2 separate regions of the Anas platyrhynchos genome follow, and region 2 is linked to region 1. Evidence: chromatin contacts called from public Hi-C data. All regions are on one chromosome and are shown on one strand. Each heading gives the region's core, a stretch centred on a gene start, on an enhancer-like site or on the middle of the called end of the contact. The rest is flanking DNA. Distances are from core to core; before and after follow the strand shown.

The links. Hi-C and Micro-C count contacts between places; a contact is called where the count stands out from the background.
Region 2: a contact with region 1 is called in a Hi-C map of subcutaneous adipose tissue, with 1.7 times the contacts expected there. The contact joins the promoter of DAB2IP here to the promoter of PHF19 in region 1.

What each region holds. Positions count from the first base shown.
Region 1 is chr18:11,968,651-11,975,970 of IASCAAS_PekinDuck_T2T, reverse strand. PHF19 (PHD finger protein 19) reads left to right here and starts at 4,129. Exons shown (of 15, transcript XM_072025233.1): 1 at 4,129-4,737; 2 at 5,845-6,045; 3 at 6,330-6,411; 4 at 6,590-6,685; 5 at 6,777-6,877; 6 at 6,992-7,140. The coding sequence starts at 5,854.
Region 2 is chr18:12,135,099-12,142,418 of IASCAAS_PekinDuck_T2T, reverse strand. It overlaps DAB2IP (DAB2 interacting protein), which reads right to left and starts at 3,311. Exons shown (of 18, transcript XM_027470777.3): 1 at 3,177-3,311; 2 at 2,618-2,715. STOM (stomatin) reads left to right here and starts at 3,281. Exons shown (of 7, transcript XM_027470783.3): 1 at 3,281-3,441. The coding sequence starts at 3,393.

The sequences.
Region 1 (7,320 bases), core at 2,880-5,379:
AATACCCTGGGGAAAGGGCAGGATGCTCCGGGGCCCCGTCCCAGCACAGCACTGCCCAGAGTCAGCTCTGGGGATGGTGCAGGCCTGGGTGGCAAAGGCCTGTGAAGGCAGGGAGCCAGTGACTGGTGCCACTTGGTGCTGTGCAGCGTCCTGCGGGCACGACACAAACGAAGCTTTGCTCGTTTGCAGCAGGTAGGAGCCAGCCGTGCAGGAGGCAGAGGCAAGCTGAGCTGTGAGAGCGGCACGTTTATTGCACTGTGTGCACACAGCCACCAGTACACCCAGGTCTTCACTCCTTTTCATGTTGTCCCTGGAATAAAACGGGCTTTTGTCTCTTTTTTTTCTTTTTTGGGGGGTGGGAGTGGTATTTTCTGAGCTGAGCTCAGGAACTGCAGACGTGTACATAACATATCTGTGTCAAAATTATGTAACGGCTCCATTAATATAAACCTTGCACAGCTGTAAGAACACTTACAAGCCCTTCACGTCTTATGCAATTGCATGGAAGCACGCAAAGAAAGTTAAGCCTAAAAAAAAAAAGGATACGGATTAAATTCATGCTAAATAAACAATAAAAAGACATGAAACCCGACGCCTAAATGCTCTTCCTTTTAAAGGCACAGCTGGCATAAAGCAGCTGAATGTCGGATTTAGCTACCCTCCTTCTAATTACAACCATACCTTTGTTCCAGCGTGCCCTTTGGTAGATCGCTTTGCTCGGAGAGGGCTCGAGCGAGCACCGACTCCCCCTGCGCCGCGGCGCGCGAAGCACGGCCGAGCATTACCGTGTCCGTGTGGAATGCGCCGAGCCGCGGCGCCTTCCAAGCACGGGGCTCCGCAGCAGGCTCTGGCGTTCCTGGAACAGCCTCCCTGCTCCTCAGCTCCAGGAACAGCCTCCGGTCCTCAGCTCCGAGGCCGTCAGCCACGCGGCCTTCTCCATAAGGAAGCGGATTCCCCTTTCTGGGACAGCAACTGGAATGGGAGAAATAGCAGGAGTTTGCTAATCCAACAGATCACTCCTGCTGGGCAAATTGTCTGCTGAGTTTTTTGGTCCTCAAATGATGAAAAAAAAAAATGAGAGAGTTCTAATGAGCTAAATTAGGATGGTTTGCTCCATGTTTAATGGTAAGGCTGGCAAAGAGTAGTAGTGCTTGTGTAGCTGTGAGGGTCTAAAATAATCAAGGACAAGGTTTGTAGGGAATGATATTATTTTTTGAATCAACTAATACCAAGAAATACATTATAATAATTAAAAAGACCCACTTTAGCCCTTCGTCAGGACAGAAGCAGAACTTGCAACCTCACACATGGCTGCTTCAAGCTTAGCTTGATTGTGTTGGCCAAGGAGATATTTTGGAGCAAAGGTGGTGGAGACCTGGGAAGTGTTGGCCAAGGCTAATTAAGTCAATAGCCTCAAATTATGTTTTTTTGTGGCTACTTCTATTTAGCATGAATGTGCAATATTTTATCAGCTGAACCTCCAGATGGAAACAGCACCTGGGAATTGTTTTGGGGAGCAAACGAGAGCCAGGCTGGGTCTTGAGGTCTCCGTGTGCTGCAGCCCCGCGCGGCTCGGCTGCAGGAGGCTCCTGGGCAGCTGCAGGCAGCGCACGTCGTTTCTGCAGATCCTATCTCAAAATCAGGCCCGGAGTTCATAGGCAGCTTCGTGTTTGGGTTTCCATTCAATATTCCTCGGCTTCGGTTTCCAAGACTACAAGCCAACATACAACCCCTCCTCCCACTCCTGTTTTCAAAGAAAGAAAAACACTGTGAAAAGAAGCCACCCGATTTCTGGGCAGTTTTCAAAGCGCCCTTGGAAGAAAGGCAGAGCTGGGAGCTGGGAGCTGGGAGCTGGGAGCTGGGAGCTGCTCGCCCCACACTGCCCCTGTAAACTCCTGGCCAGGACATGGCTGCAGGAGCCCCTCGGCCCCAGGGGTTTCACCCAAGCGCCTTCCCTGCCTTTGGAAGCGCGGGGTACGATGAAAGGGTTCTGGGGACAAAACGAGGGAGGGGGGGAGTAATTAACCACCAAGGCTTAATTCAAACCACTCTGCAAATGCTGTTTTTGTTTGGAGATCCAATGGCAGGGAAGGAGCCGCAGCGACCTGCCGTGGCGTGAGCCCGGCTCGTCCGAGGGAGGTGGAGGGCTGCTGGGGCTCTGCGTGAGCCCGGGCTGTGCTCCCACCTCGGGGCCTCCATTTCTGCAATTTTGCTCCCAGAATTTTGCTGCTTTGCCTTAACCAGCATCATCCCACCAAGGTCCCCACGGCCCCGACTGTGCAAAAGCGGCCACTCAGCTGTGTCCAAGCCCTGAATTGGGCTCAGTGGGGGCAGCACAGAAGAGGCCCCCACGGAGAAACCAGGAGAGATGCTCACATGTGGCTGGATTGGTGTTTGGAAACAGAGCATCCACCTCAGGTTCCTCTTTTATTCCTGTTCTTTGGGACTTTTGTTCCCAGGCAATGTTAACGTGCTCTTTCCACTGGCAGGCCCTGGGCTTGGGGTGCCCTCTCCCAGGATGAAGGGAGCTGCTGCATGCTGGAGGGGGCTTGGTGACATTGTCCCCACTTATTAACGGGGTGAGCGTGACCCAGGGCTCGATGCAGCTGTCACACCGCCCGCATTTCCAGGACACTGTGAGCATAAACCACGATGGTTGAGGAGCTCATGAGAGGATCCCTGCCCGAGCACCACCAGGAGAGCGGCTGGCAGCACGGCACTGCCCCCCTGTCCCACACCAGCCACTTTTGATCCAAACCAGCCCCAGGCACTGCAGGGAGGTGAGCAGCGGTGTTTGTCCGTGAGCAGGGTTATGGTGCAGGAGTTATTTTAATCCTGCCGTGACTCATGGCGAGCACACCATGACTCACCGCGGAGTTTGGTCGTTGGGCTGTTCTGAAGATGCGTCAGGTTCCCTGTGAAGGCACAGGATGGCGTTTCATGCAGGGAGAATGAGCTGCCAATTTTTTTGGCTGCCTAAAGCTCTGCAAACATGGGCCCAGCCTTGGGCAATTAGGATTAGGCACGGCACGGCATGGCACAGCACGGCATGGCACGGCACAGTGCGGCCAGCACGGCACAGCACATGGTGCCGCGTGGTTCCTGGCCCCCAGGAGGACAATCCAGGACTATTTGGACTATTTCTGCATTTCTTGGGAAACCCTGAGCAGTGTCCCAGGTGCACTGCAGAAGTCACGTTAGCCACTGCACCCATGTCCAGGAGCTTTAAAATGAACGTGGGCTTCATCGTGCCCCGCGCTCTGACATTGCTCACTGCCTGGGCACTTGGGGGCCTGCAGCGCTGCAGGCAGGATATTTACTTGGGAGCCAACACGGGTTTATGGCTCAAACTTTGGAAATCAGCCACCAGCACTCCTGCAGTGCCCCACATGTGGCAGAACCCCTCAGGTTCGCACAGGCACTGCCTGCCTGCTGGGCCAGGTGCTTGCAGCGCGATGCCGTTGGTTTGTGGGGAAGTTTGAGCTGCAGAAAACCAGCTCTAAGATGACCGAATTGTGCAGAGACCTTCAGGAGGCATCTTAGCACCGTGCGTGACGCGTAGGGGAGCAGCTCGTGTGCGGGGGGAGCTTTTGGCAGGTGTGCAATGAGCCCCGGCGTGGGGAAGCCGCCCTGCGGCACTGCGCGGAGCTCATTGATTACAGCAATAAAATTCGGATCCACTCCGCTTGCGCTTGGCTCTGACCCTAAATCGGGAATCAGCTTCTCTGCTGTCTGAGCAGGCCTGAAAACATTTCTGTTTTGGCAGCGCTCTCCGGCAAATAGCAAATCCTTCAGCCTCCTTCTTGGCACTGGCCGAAGCATTTTTGCAGTGATGGATTTTCTCTGCTGAGATTCAGAGAAAAGCGACCCCCGGTTCCGGGAATCCCGACAGCACGGGTCGTTCCCTGGCGCGGGCAGAGCAGCGCGGGGGGCACCCCTGCCCACCCCCTGCCCGGGGGGCTCTGGGGGTGCCCCAGGGCCCCCCAGGCGGGTGGGCGCCAGCGGAGGGGCCCCGGTTAGGGGCAGGGGGAGTGGGGACACGGCGGGGTGGCACCTGCGTGGGGCAGCTGCAGGCACCCCATGGGCTGTGCTTGCACTGGGGGGGTGCCTACAGCGGGGGGGGGGGCGCCGTGCCATGCTATAGTGTGCTGTGCCGTGCTGAGCTGTGCCATGGTGTGCGATGCCATAGTGTGCCGTGCTATAGTGTGCTGTGCCATGGTGTGCTGAGCCGTGCCATGCTGTGCAATGCCAATGTGCCGTGCTATAGTGTGCTGAGCCGTGCCGTGCCATGCTGCACTGAGCCGTGCCATGCTGTGCAATGCTATAGTGTGCTGAGCCGTGCTGTGCTGACCCTCCCGTGCTGAACCGTGCCAGCCCGAGCCGTGCCGTGCCACGCTGCGCTGTGCCATAGCGCTCCGGGCTACGATGCCCCGTGCCGCGCCGCTCCGTGCCCACCCCCCCCCCACTCCCCCCCGAGCCGTGCCCGTCCACCCCGCGCCGTGCCGAGCCGTGCCAGGCCGAGCCGAGCCCTGGGAGGCGGCGGCGGTGGAGGCGGCCCCGCGCTAATTGCATAATTGGGACGTCAATGCCCGCGGGAAGCGCGGGAAGATGGCGCCCCGCGCCCTGCCCCCGCCGCACGCCGCCGCTCCCCGTTGCGGCCCCGGCGGCCCCCGGGCGGGCGGGCGCTGACCCGGCCCGGCCCGGCCCGACGGCAGAGGGGCGGCGCGGCACCGAGCGGTAAGGGCACGGCTCGGCACGGCTCCGGGATTAATGGGGAGGGTGGGGGAGGAGGAGAGCAGCCCCGGAGGAGAGGGAAAGGGGGACGGGGCGGTGGGAGCGGGAGGGATGCGGGAGGGATGCGGGGGGAGCGGGAGGGATGCGACGGGACGGGAGCGGGAGGGAGCGGGAGGGACGGGACGGGGCTGGACGGGACGCGACGGCGCCGCAGCTCCTTTGAATGAGCCAATGGCGGCTCCTCGCCGCCGCCCGCCGCTCCCCGCCGCCGCCCGGCAGGTGCCGCCGGGGCTGGGGGAGCCTTACGGGAGGGGGGACCGGACGGGGCGGCCCCGAAAACGGCCCCCGCGTTGGGTTGGAGCTGGGGCTGGGGGCGCAGCTCGGGACCCCCCGGTTGGGCGCTGACACGCGGCGGGCGGGCGGGGGCAGCTCCGGCCCCCGGGGGGGTCCCCGAGGCTCGGCCGCTGCCGGCGCTGAACGGGTGGCACCGGGACCGCACCCCCGGGGAAGGGAGGGAGGGAAGGGGGGGGGGGGGAAGAGGCTTGGGGCTGGTTTAGGGGTGGCTCAGAGCGGGGCGAGATTTGCTGCAGGGAGGCGCAGCTGCCGGGCGCAGCCTCTTTGCCTCTTTTTTTTTTTTTTTTTTTTGCTCCAAATCTTTGCGGGGAGCGAAGCCCGGCCGCTGGGTTTCACTTGCAGGTTGGGGCTCCCGGCTCCCCCCCTCCTCCGGCTTGGGGAGCTTGTAAAACTGCAAGGAGACCGTCAAGTAAAAATCCACGTTAAGTTTAAAGCTGCAGATCCCCCAAAGGCACCCTCTGCAGGACGCGCTGCGCTCACGGAGCAGCTCGGGGCTGAGGGCGGTCGGGGTCCCTTTACCCCTGCTGGGCAGTGGCGAGGACTGAGGCTGCTCCGGCTGATTTCACAGAAATTACCCGTAGCTCAGCCCAGCTCATCCCTGTTGGCTCTGTGGGCTCCGAGCACTCCCTGCAGGGGCTGAGCCGTCCACAGGCTCGGTGCCCACAGGCAAAGCCCCCCGTGGGGCCGAGCACCTTGCCCAGCCGGTGGGTTTCTCGCATGACAGCGCGGTGACGAGCGGCTGCGTCCCCCCCCCAGGCTCTGCTGATGGAGAACAGCAAGCTCAACCCCATCATCCGCGATGTCTACGCGGCCGCTGGCCGTGTCCAGCAAGCGCCGGCCGCCACCTCCGCGCGGAGGGGGGGCAGCTGCAGGGAGCTCATGGTCAAGCTGACGGAGGGGCAGTACGTGCTGTGCCGCTGGACCGATGGGCTCTACTACCTCGGGAAGATCAAAAGGGTAAAAGGGGGTCCTCAGAAGGGGAAAGGGGGTGCCCAGAAGGGAAAGTGGGCATCCAAAGAGTAGCTGGTGCAAGCGCCATGCCCTGGGGTGGCTCGCATGGGTGCTGGCCTGTGCTGCACTGTGTCTTTGGTCATTTGGGATTTTTGGGTTGACATCCCCTGGGTATCACCCCCAAAACCTGCCTTCCTGCAGCTCTCAGTCAGGGCAGTCAGTGGGGAAAGCAGGAAAGTGCTGGTAATGGGAGTGGGGGCTCACCGATTCTCCCCACTCTGTTCCTGCAGGTGAGCGGCTCCAAGCAGAGCTGCCTCGTGACGTTTGAGGACAACTCCAAGTACTGGGTCCTCTGGAAGGACATCCAGCATGGTGAGTGCTGCCCCGTCCTCCCCTGCTGCCATCATCCCCTTCCCTGCACCCCCAGCCAGTTTTGGAGCAATGTGGGGCGCAGCAGCCTGAGTGCCACAAGCAGTTGTGCAGGGATGTGGCTGTGCCCCGCTTATCTCTGACCCTGCATCTCTCTGACCCTGCCATCCTTATTCCACAGCCGGCGTCCCCGGGGAGGAGCCCAAGTGCAACGTCTGCCTGGGGAAGACATCGGGGCCTAGGAACGAAATCCTCATCTGCGGGAAGTGCGGGCTGGGTGAGTGCGGGCACATCACCCTGCTTCTGCTGCATCCCATGCACCGTGGGTCCGGCCAGCCCGGCGGTGCTGATGCTGAGCCCTCCCGTAGGTTACCACCAGCAGTGCCACGTCCCGGTGGCAAGCGGCGGCGAGGGTCCACTGGGGACACCGTGGTTCTGTCGCCGCTGTATATTCGCCCTGGCCGTGCGGGTGAGTGGGGCTGCTGGGGGTGCTGGCTGCGTGTGCTGCCCGCTCTCGGTGGGGCAATGCAGGATGCAGCCCCCCCGAGTGGCTGTGCTGACCCCATCCCGCTCGGTCCTGCAGAAGGGGGGTGCCCTGAAGAAGGGAGCCATCGCCAAGACGCTGCAAGCCGTTAAGATGGTGCTGTCCTACAACCCCGACCTGCTGGAGTGGGACTCCCCGCACCGGACCAACCAGCAGCAGTGCTACTGCTACTGCGGGGGCCCTGGCGAGTAAGCACCCTGCCTGCCGGGAGGGCTGTCCCATGAAATTTAATGTGCAAAAACATTTGCAACACCCAGATGGGGTCAGGGTGGGGGTTTTTCCTCCGAGAGAGAAGTCCCCAGCTGGGGGACCATTCCCTGAGGCTGCCCACCCTGTGTCTGCGATCAGGAGGCACTGTTTGCCTCCAC
Region 2 (7,320 bases), core at 2,062-4,561, 170 kb before region 1:
CAAGTTGCACCAGGGGAGGTTCAGGCTGGAAATGAGGAGACATTTCTGCTCAGAAAGAGCAGTCAGGCATCGGGATGGGCTGCCCAGGGAGGTGGTGGAGTCCCCATCCCTGGGGGTGTTAAGGAAAGGCTGGACATGGTGCCTGGGGACATGGCTTAGTGGGTGACATTGGTGAGAGGGGGACGGTTGGACCAGATGATCTTGGAGGCCTTTTCCAACCTTAACAATTCTGCGATTCCCTCAGGACAAGTTTTGCTCTGAGCGTTCTTTTATATATATTCTGTAAGTGTAAACAACATAATGATAATTAACCTCCCAGACTTGAGGATATTTTAGACAATGTGTTGTTTAACGTGGGAAAAATTATTCTGTTTAAAGAAATCTGATTTTAACAGATTCCTATTTTGGGATTATTGATTCCAGCATATGAATGTTCTGTTTCCACGGAAAACAAATAATCCCATGATATAAGAATAGGCAACTAAATGAAACACAGACTTCTACAACGTGGGAAATGTTGCTGAATTAGTATTGTGGTTTTGCTTAGTTTTAGATGTTTTAGGAGAAATTGATTCAAACTAATGTTCTTCAGAATAAAACTAAAGCATATGTAGTCAGACTTACTGCAAATATATTACATGAAGTAAAACGGAAGTCCTCCAGAGACCTAGCTCCAATTCAAAATTCAACAGAGTATTTAAACACATATGCAACTAAGTATACAGTCAATGTCCTAACATACTTAACATTAAGTTCACTCCTAAAAACTCTGAATGATAAACGGCAATGGAAAACAACACCTGTAAGTGTCCCTACAAATGTATTGCAAACGGGGAATAAACACAGCAAAAAAGGCACAAAAACACACCTCATTACCAAATTGTTATGTGTAATCCCTGTGGTTAGCTGACGACACAACACTTCATGAGCTTAGAAGAGCAAGCATTTAAGTAAGTTTTCCCATAAAATTCTGCATAGTATGAGCAGCTCCAAATGGGGTTTGTAAATTAAACATTCCACATCCAGCATCTCTTTAAGGTCACAAGGACACTTAAGGGAAAAGCCTCTGATATGATTTCATAATGGTTATGGACTAATGCATTTCTATAAGGAAGTTTCTTTTTAATAAAAAAAAAAAAAAGCCCGGGATGACAAAAATCAAGACACTGAATGCATGCTTCAAAAAGACTACCATTGGCAGCAGTTGTGGTTAGTATCTTGCTGACATCTACAGGTCGCTTTGTAAACCACTCAGTTTTTGCACCTTAAGAAAGCAAAAATCACATTTACAAACACCTCAGTCTACAATCAGTATGTTTGTGTACCATATTTCCCTTTTGAAGGCTAATAGAACGCTGCAGCTATTGCCCACACAAGACAAAGAACTGGAGTTTCCAAGGCTGGCACACCTCACACAAATGGTTTAATTAACAGTCTACAGATACCTTAGAATTCAAGGAAAGATGATGTAAATGAACAGAATGATACTGAGGAATTATTATTGACTGGAACTTCTGTGTTTGAAATCAAAATTACTCACAGAAATGATAAAGGCAAAATCCAATGAAGTTTTTCTCTTCATAAAGCCTAAAGATTAATAAATCCATTTTCAACTCCACTGTTGTCTTCTAGCCAAACAAAAATCAAATCCCCTAATTCCTTTATTTATCGAAACAAAAATTACAAGGAGGATAGAAGACATTCAGATGCTATTATTAGGTAAAGGTTGTATTTTTTCATATTTTTCTTCTCAGGCTTTGTCTGATAGTATTTCACATGACTTCATTGCCCACAGAACGCATCTAATTTAACTCATCTCACTGTTGTGTGCACTTATGAGTTACTACCTACCTGTCAGTAATCCTGTATCCTTTTCTTTACTTCAGTATTTACGGAAAGACTAATTAAATTGCATTAAATACCGTGTGAAGCACACAGCAAAAAACAGTAGATGGCAGTAACAAACCACAGAACAGTATCAGCCCACCACCACCCTGTGTTTTTTCAAACTTTCTTGGCAAACGTCTTAAGACAGCAAAAGAAATGGAATGAGAGCGTATTTAAAATTAGACAGAAGGCTTTCTCTTTTTTGAGCAAAATGCCAACATAAATTTGTACATAAGTACACAACATGTTGCTGAGATATTGGAGCTTCAAATGAAGCAAGGTTACCAGCTTCATGTAGGATAAAAGGCCTTTTATTTGCAGACTTTTTAGTTTAATGATAGGGCAAATTAACAGATGCTTCCTTTTCTTTGCTGAAATTAAGTAAATCAAGAAGGACACATTTTTTTAATGCTCAATTCATATTAATTTTAAAAGCACTGATCTTGTTGTTGGCACTAGCTTAGACTTTTCTAGTGCCAAATTTGGCATTGGTGACAAGAGTTCACCAAAGCTCATCTGCTCTGTGATTTCACAGAACTTGTTCCTCCCATTTCAAACTCATCCTTCCTTCTTTATCATTCTGAGGCATTCTAAGCAATCTATTTGCCAGAAGACCCAACGGTCAGCAAACGAGAGAGAGAAAAATGCTGACACCCTCATCTTCCTTATAATATTATTGTTGCAACTGGTGTGTAAGACCATATGTGTAACAACGTGTTTCTACACACACCTTGTTCCTGTGGGATGAGCCTTGTGGGACAACAGCGGGGATCACAGCTTTGGTGTCTTCAGAAAGGGGACTCAAGCTCCAAACTCTCCACCAGTGTCCTGCAATAGGTTGGGAAACTGTCAGTGTCCTGACACAGGTCAGAACCGCAGTAATACCTGAAACTTGAGGTGTATTTCTCAGAAATGGTTATTTTCTTTAGGAGTGTTTCAATTCCCCCCTCATTTTGGACACACGCTTTAGCTGGGCCTCAGAAGGAGGCACAGAATGCACCAGCGCATAACTCCTTAAAAGGAGTGGATAAAAGCAAAAACCCATGAATTTGCACACTACTCCCAACTCATCCTCTCACACGAGACCCACCTTTACCCACTAGGAACCAGAGGCTCCCATTCCCACCTCAACCTGAACGCGAGGCCGGGCTCAAACCTTCCTCCCCCCACAGCGACCACCCCTCAGGACTCCCCCTTTTCCTCAGGACACCCCCTGCCTCTGGCCCTCGTCCCTCACACCCCTGCCTCCCCTCCGTGCCTCCGGGGGCCGTTCACCCCCTTCCTCACACCTCAATTCCCCCTCTCCCTGCCTGTGAGGGGCGGGCGGGGTGAACCGAGGCTCGGGGGTTGGGGTCGGTGCCCCCCGGCTCCTCACAGCACCGGGGAGCGGCGCTGAGGCGGCAGCGCGCGGCCCAACGGCTGCCACCGCCCGCGCCGCGGCCCCACCCAGGTGGCGGCCACCCCCAGCACAGGGCGGGCCGGGCTGAGGAGAGGCGGCAGCAGCCATGGCGGACTGCGAGATGGGGTCGGTGCCTAAGGCGCTGCGACATCGAGGTAACGGCGGGGCGGTGGGAGGGGAGCACGGCCCCCTTTCGGTTTATCTGCTTCGTTTTTATTTTTAATTATTATTTTACTTTTCTTTCTTTCTTTCTTTCTTTCTTTCCCGTTTGTCGCTGAGCGAAGTTCGCAGAGCGAAGTTAGCGGCTCAGAAGAGCCTCGCCGCCCCCGGGGCAGCCCCCGCTCCCCTCAGCCCGGGCGGCCCCGCGCCCTCCCGCTCCCGGCTCCCCTCAGCGGGGCTCCGGCCGCTGAGACGCGAAGCGGAGCGGGCACACGGGAGGGGAGCCGCGGTCCCCGAGGAGCCCCAGAGGGCCGGGGGACGGCTTGTTTACCCCGTTAGTAAACCCTCTGCGCTGCATTCAACTTTCCCTTCAGTAAAAAAAAAAAAAAAAAAAAAAAAAAAAAAAAAAACCCGAACCATAGCGTTTTTGTGGCACGGTCAGGTGTCGGTGTGCTAGAGGATGTTGCCTCGCGGGTGATGCGCTCAAATGATGCAGCTGGTGGTTTTTCTCTCACCGAAAGCTGGAGCGTTTTCCTGTTATGTTCATACTGCTGAAGAGGGGTGACTTAATTTAACTTTTGTCAGCTGCAACTGGAGAAGGAAGCACATGTGTGAGATCCCCCTGTGTACAAGGGCTTTGGCTAGGCAGACCATGGTGTATAAATACCCGTAGATTTCTGTGGCCCGGTGCCTCATGGCACACGTTTTATTCTCGTATCCATGCCGAGGCCTCGCATTTCATCCCATAGCTACATTGGTTAGGATACCAAGCAGCACTTGCTCTGACCCCAGTCTCATCTGGGCTCTGCCAGCCCTTCCCTGCCTTGCTGCCAGTGTTTCTTCTGTGGTGTGCTGCGTTGTTCTGGAGGCTGAGGCTGGCCAGCAGTTATTTTTGTCATGATAAAGTATCTACAGAGCAAGTAGGCAATAGACGTAATTTCGGTTAACGAGACATGATGATTTTGGCTGTTTCCCATGTAAAAAGCTTTGAAATGCTTTGAAAAAAAAAATGATTAGTTCTCATTGAAAGCAGTAGTTGTTGTTTGCTAATTAGCAAATCCTGGAATAACTGTCACGCAATAACAGTACTGAGTCATTCTCGTACTGCCCTGGATTTCAGAGCAGCAGCGTGAAAGTGGAAGTGCCCATCTGGTGCTCCAAGCCCTGTGTGTGTTCTGTTGTGTCTGGTGGTGCTTGCTCGGCTGTGGAGGAAGGTCCTTTCCCACCACAGCACCTGGGAGTCATAAAATCATTAAGGTTGGAAAAGACCTCAGGTCCAACTGTCCCCCTGCCTCGCTATCACCCACTAGACCACGTCCCTAAGCAACAGGTCCAACCTTTCCTTAAACACCCCAGGGACTCCCCCACCTCCCTGGACAACGCAGTTGTACACATTCTTGCAATTGGACAGGGATGCCTTTGTTCCATTTGTGTGTGCTCAGGCTCTGCAGAAGGGAATAGATCTCCAGTGAAGGGCATGCCACACCTAAAGCGGTCATAGGAGAACTTCGCCCTTTCATCTCAGTTCCTGGAACTAATTGTTTGTAATAAATTGCTAATACTGTTTGATGAGTCAAGTGATGATTCCTGGATACAGCAGCAGTAACTGTTCCAGTCAGCCTTAAAGGGGTCCAAGGCTAATTCAATTAAGATGTTTTTCTTTTTTTTTTTTTCCCTTGTGGTTTATTTCCTAAAGATACATAATTTATTGCAGACTGTCCACAAATAGGATTCTTTGATAAAATTCATGTCTGAGTTTAGAGTTTCTTGATAACAAAAGAGCAAGACTATTGTTAGAGTCCGGAAAAAGTGGATAACATTTGAACTGAAGCTGTGGGGCGTGTAACTCAGCACTTGGGAGAATCAAGCAGCAAAGAAGAGAAGTTGAGAAGCTAAAGTCACTGGAAATTAAAAAAAAAAGAAAAAAAAAAAAAAGGACTGTGTGATGTTAAATAAGGTGGTTTTTTTTGTTTGTTTGTTTGTTTTTTCCCCTTGGAAGGAGTAAATTGCATCTCCCCTTTATGAGTTTAATCATATAACAGTATCAGAAATCTCACATGGGGATCTGTCAAGAAGCAGAACCCAGTTCTTTAGTGTTCCCAAGCAGAACTCCCAGTACAGAACCAATTTTCCTTATTTCTCATTCTAGCTCTCTTTTGCTGATCTTGAATTCTACAGATGCAGCTAGGAAATTAGACAGGCCTTTTTATTGTTGCTTTGCCTCGAGATCGCAAAATACACTGCAAGTCTGTCTTCAGTAGTTCTGTAGTTGTTTTGCAGACATTTTATGAAAAGAGCATCTCCCCGAGCTGTTGCTTGTCACTGCCTGCCAAAACAAAGACACATTTTATCTCCACTGAAGGGTGCCCGTATGGAATGGGTGAAAGCAAAAAGTGAAGGAGGGCTGGGAGGAAGTCTGCTGTAAGCCAGCACTTTGTGTTGTGCAAAATCTTTTTTTTTTTTTTCAGTAGGTTGGGTGATCAGGGATATGCATCATGCACAAGAGGTGCATCTGAGGCTGTGCGTTCCACCTGCATTGTCCCTGTCAGTCTCATTTTGGTGCTGTTGAACTTGCTGCTATGTAGAGTGCTGTGTTGATGGGCCTGACTGAGAGCAGCTGACAAGTGGCCAGTTGCTGAAGTTATCCAAATTCCATGCATGAGATGTTCAAGAATTGCAATAATAAGCTCATTGCATGGATTCCAAACACGCTTCCTGTATTTCATATGGTTTTTCACGAGACAGCATTTCACATGTTGTGAAATATACTGGATGATTGGACAATAATTTTTGCTCAATAAAATGTGCTTACTTGAGATCTTGAAATTGTACATTACTTGAGTTGTAACTTCCACCTTTGGGTTCATCAGGGAAGCAAATGTACAAATACTTCTTTTAGCGGTGTGGTTCAAGTATGAGCAGATAATTGGTGCAGTGAAGCTTTGATGGTAAGCTGTAGAGTAGAACTGAAGCAGGATCCTTGGCTCCTTTAGGTTTATGAAAATTAGCAAATGAAAGAGAAAAGGAAACTTTTCCTCTTTAATCAGTGTGGGCTTTTTATGGTTTTAGGTTAGCTAACACCTTGTTGCAAAGCAAGAGGTAATTTTCCCTGCAGTAGTGAGTTTATAGATGTTGCTTAATGCCAACAGCTACCTATACAGTACATATGGGTGTGAAGTATTCCAGGTAATGCATTTCTGTGGCTTCCTCAGAAGACCTGGAAATGACTCCTTTAAGCTGGAATTTCCATTACGTAACAGGAAATTGCAGGGCAGTATCTTTAGGTAACTTTCCACAGAGGAACTTTAAAGTGACACACAACATGACATGCCTCCCTGAGGGTTATTACACTGGCATGTGAAAGGGATAAGATACCAATGGCCTTCAGGTCTGAGTAACTTTGTCGAGTTGAAGATACCACGTGAGACAACAGTTACTTTCCACCGCTTCCGTATTCTGTCTTACTTGAAAGGCTCAATGGCAGAAAGGCTCACAATCTGGGAAAAAGAGGAATGGAAACTTTTATATCGGTTCCCAATTATTTTGATGACTTCTGTGACTTCAGTCAAGTGTTGCGGATCTGAATTTGCAAAGCATTTGCTATTATTTGCATTCAGGGTTATCTAATGACTCATCTGTCTCACTTCCCTCTTCATTCAAGGCTGAATTCAATTGTGGGCACCACAAAGTGCTTATGCCCGTACCTGGAGTTGTTAGAATTTTTCAAAGTCAAGATTTTGCTTTATAACAAAATGGGTTCTGCCCAGAATCTCTGTTAGGGTAGAGACTTGGAGACTTACTTATTTCTTACCATTGGCAAGTTTTGTTGTAAAAATGGAATTATAATTGTTTCTGGTGAGTACAGGGCAGAATTT